Regions from separate parts of the Macaca mulatta genome. Here region 2 is linked to region 1. Evidence: chromatin contacts called from public Hi-C data. All regions are on one chromosome and are shown on one strand. The core of a region is the stretch at or near the end of the contact, and the rest is flanking DNA. Distances in the headings are between cores, read along the strand shown. Region 1 holds the start of DUSP6 (dual specificity phosphatase 6). Region 2 holds the start of GALNT4 (polypeptide N-acetylgalactosaminyltransferase 4).

Region 1 (2,850 bases), core at 299-2,798:
CGCGCCTCCCCGCCGCCGCGGCCCCCACCCGGCCACGCCTCCATCCGGTTTCCAGTCCGTCCGCCCCGCGGCGCCTGGGCCGAGGGCTGCTCACTGGCCTGGCCGGCACCTCCCCAAAGTTACCTGCTGGCTCTGCAGGGCGGTAGAGACGTTCCCCTCGACTCCTTGGGAGCCAGGAGCCAGGGGGGTCCAGGCAGGCACTCGTCCTTGCTCCCCCCACCCGCCCCACATCTTTATGGAACCGGGAGTCCCGCGCTCAGCCCAGTACCCGTCCACTGCATCGCGCACAACCCCCTGCCCGCCAAGCGGGGAGACGGGGACAGCGGGGCGGTGGCAGGGAGCGCAGCGCGCAGGCGCGACTAGTGCTCCCCGGAGTGCCCGGCGCTGGACAAAGGGAGGAGGCGGCGGCAGGAGAGGGCTGGGGAGGCCCCCTCTGACATGCCTCCCTGCCAACTAACCAATCGTCAAGCCCCCCTGCTGAGGCCCCGCAGCCTGCAGGCCTTCCCCACTCCTCGCCCATGGCGGGGACTGCCGGCCTGTCCCGGCGCGTCCCAGCACACCTCGCCCAGGCAGCCCCGCCAGACCGGCTCCTCCGTCAGAAGCCGAGCTCCTTGCCCAGAAATCATTAACGAGCGCGACCCCCCAGCAGGCGACGGTGGTGATGGGGTGGGGGGAGAGATTTAGATCCCCGGAACAATGGCTTGTAACTCCCCACGCCGCTGGAGCGGAATACAGTAAAAGCACTGGACTGACCTAAGAGTTTGTTTCGGCACTCTACATTGTTTTAAAGAAAATAAAATGTTACTTTAAGAAAAAAGGTTTCCTTCTGATTTTCTGGACAACCAGACGTTTGTTTGTTTGCTTTAAAATGTTTCAACAAAATCCTGGTTTGTTTCGAAATATGTTGGATTAGCATTTAACACCTCATCGGTCACTAAAGCCCAGTCAGTTCACCAGCCCCAACACAGCCTCGGCTAAAAGAACATCAGAGCAAACAGAGCTAGGCCTTTAAAACTGGCAAACAAATGCCACACACCGCCTAAAGAAGGGGGGTTGGGGGAGGGGAGGGTTAAGGCGAACTTGGGTCCAAATGAGTTTGAAGAGAATACAAAGAACAAAAAGTCAGCACAAGTTTTCCTAAAGCTAGCTCGCGAACGCTAGCCTAGCGTCGCGAACAAGGGCTTTTGTGCATGCTAATTGCGCCATTGGTGCGCAAAAGTTCCGACGCGAAGTGTGAACTCTCAACAGAAGGAAACATGAGACAACTGAAGTGCCCTGGTTTATGTGCCCTGCTCCTCCTCCGCTGCCGCCTCCCCTTCTTTCTCCTTCCTCCCGCCGAGCCCGCTGTTGCAGCTTGTTTGCACTGGGGCTTATCCGGAGCGGAAATTCCTTTCCGTTTTTGTGAATGACAAACTCATTAACAATTCATCAACACAACCTGTTCCAGCCGGCCCGTCCCCACGGCAACAGCCCCTTCCGCAGCACGCTCATTGGCTGGCCCGGAGAATGTATCCATTGAGACGCTCGCTGTTTGTATCCATTGAGGAGCTGCCTCGCGCAGGGGGTGTGCGAGGCTGAGTCCAAGGGATAGTGAGCAAATCGAGTCTTAAATAATCCGGGGAGAAAGACGCCCGGGTAGATTTGAGGTGCAGACTTGGCGGGAGGGATTAGGAACCGCTAGACTTTTTTTCCTCCCCTCTCAGTAGAACTGAGTCCGAATTAATTGGATTTCATTCACTGGGGAGGAACAAAAAACTGTCTGGGCAGCTTCATTGAGAGATTCATTGACACTAACAGCCAGCGGCTGCAGCTGGGTGCAGAAAGAACCTCCGGCTTTACTTCTGTCTCGTCTTCCCCAACCGCTAGCCTCGGCTTGGGTTAGGCGAGGCGGAATTAAACCCCGCTCCGAGAGCGGCAGCTTCACGCGCAGCGCGCTCGGCCTATGCCTGCCCCGAGGGGCGTCTGGTAGGCACCCCGCCCTCTCCCGCAGCTCGACCCCCATGATAGATACGCTCAGACCCGTGCCCTTCGCGTCGGAAATGGCGATCAGCAAGACGGTGGCGTGGCTCAACGAGCAGCTGGAGCTGGGCAACGAGCGGCTGCTGCTGATGGACTGCCGGCCGCAGGAGCTGTACGAGTCGTCGCACATCGAGTCGGCCATCAACGTGGCCATCCCGGGCATCATGCTGCGGCGCCTGCAGAAGGGCAACCTGCCGGTGCGCGCACTCTTCACGCGCGGCGAGGACCGGGACCGCTTCACCCGGCGCTGCGGCACCGACACAGTGGTGCTCTACGACGAGAGCAGCAGCGACTGGAACGAGAATACGGGCGGCGAGTCAGTGCTAGGGCTGCTGCTCAAGAAGCTCAAGGACGAGGGTTGCCGGGCGTTCTACCTGGAAGGTACGCGCCGGGGGAACTCCGCGCGCGGGGCAGGGCGAGGGGCGCAGGGCTGCGGGCGGGGCGCGTGGACTGAAAATGCCTCTGCTGCGCTCAGCTGGCGCTTCGGAGCCGCGCTGCTAGCCTAGGGGCCGGCAGCCGGCAAGGTATCGGCCGCGAACCGCGCGTTCCGCACCAGAGAACCGGGCCGGCTCAGAATCCACCCGCTTCCGGCTGCGGGTACCGGCGGTTTCTTTCTAACGGGTTCTGCGCCTTCTTACCCAGAACATTCTCCTCCATCACCCTATTTTCTATCGTTCGATTTTGAATTAAGATTTGGCGGACGGGAGAGATTGTTGGGGATGCAAATTGGCACATCCTAGCTTTCAAAATATTCCAAAAAGTTGCCATTTTGTGTATTTCCGGATTCAAACGAATAAGGGTTCTCTGGCGAGGCGGGCCCGTTCGTTCCAT
Region 2 (2,917 bases), core at 126-2,625, 170 kb before region 1:
TTGGTGTGTAGCCACAACTGAACCGGAGCACCCCTCCCGTCCGCTCTTTACAGGGCTGGCGGTGTCTCGGGGCTCGGCTAGCCATGCTTGGAGCGCGGGGTTTGACTGGGCCGCCGTTGTTGTAGTGACCGGGAGGCGCTGCCGCTCTGGGCAGACGGTTCCGGGAGCCGCACGGTCCCCTCTCCTGCCCCATCCCCTCCCCTCCCCTCCCCGGGTTCCCCCACCCGCAGGAGCCTGGGGCGGACCACTCCCCCCCGATGGCCTCAGCCACGGTAAGAACGGGTTGGAAGTGCGGGGGGATCCCTCCCCGGAGCCTGTCCCGCCGGCTGCGGAGCCAGGTCCGGGCCGAACCCGCACCTGACGGGAGATGGAGGCAGGTGTCCGCAGCCGGGTCCTGAGCCCCTCGTCCCGGGGCGTCCGTATCTCACTCTCTGCCACCGGGGCGGACGGAGTGCAGAAACCAGACCCAGCTCACGGGCGCTCTTCCCCGAGTTCCGGAGCTCCGGACTGAGCCGGGCGGTCCCACGGCCCCCAGAATTCTTGGAGGGTTTCCGTGGAGCGCCTACGTCAGAATCACCTGGGAAGTATTTTTTAAAAAAAAAAAAAGTACCAAAGCCGAGGCGCATCCTAGCACCTGCCTGCCCTGTGCCAGCGGGCGGGGCCCGGGAACGTGCATGTCAAAGGGGCCGCGGCTCCTAAGATGCGCTGGACTCTGGGGAGCGCGAACAGAGCGTTTTACCGGCCCTGCGGGGAGAGCTGGCGCCGGCGTCTCCCTGTAGCCGGACTGGGCGCCGCGCCCGTGGGTGGGCTGCTGCCCGGCTCCGCCGCCCAGCCAAGCCGCCGCCTGGGTGGCCATTCCCAGGCCGGACTCCGGGGGAGTGGCAGCGTCGATCCCGGCCCCCAGAATTCGAGGTCTGCGGCGGCTTTCAAAACTTGACGACTTTCCTTTCCAGGAGGACCCCGTTCTGGAGCGTTATTTCAAAGGCCACAAAGCTGCGATCACCTCCTTGGACTTCAGCCCCAACGGCAAGCAACTCGGTAAGTCTTATTCTTGTTTTGCTTTTGTAATGAGACAAAAGTTCCACGGGCCGGAAACCTTTCCTCCTGTCCGGGCAGGGTCCCTAGAAGAACGGCTAGGGGCCTGTATGGGGGTTGAGAGCACCCGGAGACGAGGGCCCAGCGCGGCGGGGCGCAGCTGGGGCCCCCTCGGCCATCCCGGCCCCCGGCCATCCCGGCCCCCGGCCCGGCCAAGAGTCTCGTACGTATCCAGCAGTCCAGGCCTGGCGGACGACTTTCGCAAACTAACCACCAGGAGGAGTGAGTGGGCAGGGGAGGGGTTTGTCCTGGGCCCGGGGAGGGTGGGGTGTTGGCTGGAGAGTTCGTGAAAAGTTGTGAGCCGAGCAGGAGGAAGTGGGGAGAGAGGAGTTGGGCCGTGCCGGAGGCCGAGGACCGAGAGGGCTCAGGTGACCCCTGGAAAGCCCGGGTGGCTGGAAAGAAGCCCAGCGCCTGCATGAAAGGAAGAACCTGCCGGGAAGTACCTGAGCTCGAGCTGTGGGTTCCGCCGCCCTTCCCCTGCATGGTGGCTGGGTGGCTGCGTCTGCGCCCCAGCCCTGAGAATCCGGATGGCGGTGAGGTGGACTTGGGCAGGCAAGAGCTGCCTGCTGCTGGCGTTTTTAACAGTGGCCTATATCTTCGTGGAGCTCTTGGTCTCCACTTTTCATGCCTCCGCAGGAGCCGGCCGTGCCAGGGAGCTGGGGTCAAGAAGGCTCTCAGACCTCCAGAAAAATACAGAGGATTTGTCTCGACCGCTTTATAAGAAGCCCCCTGCAGATTCCCATGCACCTGGGGAGTGGGGGAAAGCCAGCAAACTCCAACTCAACGAGGGTGAACTGAAGCAGCAAGAAGAACTCATTGAGAGATATGCCATCAATATTTACCTCAGTGACAGAATTTCCCTGCATCGACACATAGAGGATAAAAGAATGTATGAGTGTAAGTCCCAGAAGTTCAACTATAGGACACTTCCTACCACCTCTGTTATCATTGCTTTCTATAATGAAGCCTGGTCGACTTTGCTCCGTACTATTCACAGTGTTTTAGAAACTTCTCCTGCGGTCCTTTTGAAAGAGATCATCTTGGTGGATGACTTGAGTGACAGAGTTTATTTGAAGACGCAACTTGAAAGTTACATCAGCAATCTTGATAGAGTACGCTTGATTAGGACCAATAAGCGAGAGGGGCTGGTTAGGGCCCGTCTGATTGGGGCCACTTTCGCCACTGGGGACGTCCTCACTTTCCTGGATTGTCACTGTGAGTGTAATTCCGGTTGGCTGGAACCGCTTTTGGAAAGGATTGGGAGAGATGAAACAGCAATTGTGTGTCCTGTTATAGACACAATTGATTGGAATACTTTTGAATTCTATATGCAGACAGGGGAGCCCATGATTGGTGGGTTTGACTGGCGTTTAACATTTCAGTGGCATTCTGTCCCCAAACACGAAAGGGACAGGCGGATATCAAGAATTGACCCCATCAGATCACCCACCATGGCTGGAGGACTGTTTGCTGTCAGCAAGAAATATTTTCAGTACCTGGGAACATATGACACAGGAATGGAAGTGTGGGGAGGTGAAAACCTTGAACTGTCTTTTAGGGTGTGGCAGTGTGGTGGCAAATTGGAGATCCACCCGTGTTCCCACGTGGGCCATGTGTTCCCCAAGCGGGCACCGTATGCTCGCCCCAATTTCCTACAGAATACTGCTCGGGTAGCAGAAGTTTGGATGGATGAGTACAAAGAGCACTTCTACAATAGAAACCCTCCAGCAAGAAAAGAAGCTTATGGTGATATTTCTGAAAGAAAATTAATACGAGAGCGGCTGAGATGCAAGAGCTTTGACTGGTATTTGAAAAACGTGTT

What was found. A called contact is a pair of places that touch in the nucleus more often than the background predicts.
Region 2: a Hi-C map of fetal cortex germinal zone shows a contact between it and region 1, with 2.8 times the contacts expected there. The contact joins the promoter of GALNT4 here to the promoter of DUSP6 in region 1. A contact is called at or near these places in 3 of 14 Hi-C or Micro-C datasets (fetal cortex germinal zone, fetal cortical plate and liver).

What each region holds. Positions count from the first base shown.
Region 1 is chr11:96,630,225-96,633,074 of T2T-MMU8v2.0, reverse strand. DUSP6 (dual specificity phosphatase 6) reads left to right here and starts at 1,548. Exons shown (of 3, transcript NM_001257792.1): 1 at 1,548-2,400. The coding sequence starts at 2,001.
Region 2 is chr11:96,801,521-96,804,437 of T2T-MMU8v2.0, reverse strand. GALNT4 (polypeptide N-acetylgalactosaminyltransferase 4) reads left to right here and starts at 1,375. Exons shown (of 1, transcript NM_001194761.2): 1 at 1,375-2,917. The coding sequence starts at 1,623. POC1B (POC1 centriolar protein B) reads left to right here and starts at 245. Exons shown (of 12, transcript NM_001261628.1): 1 at 245-272; 2 at 954-1,038. The coding sequence starts at 258. LOC107000962 (a long non-coding RNA gene) reads right to left here and starts at 645. Exons shown (of 4, transcript XR_003720735.2): 1 at 358-645.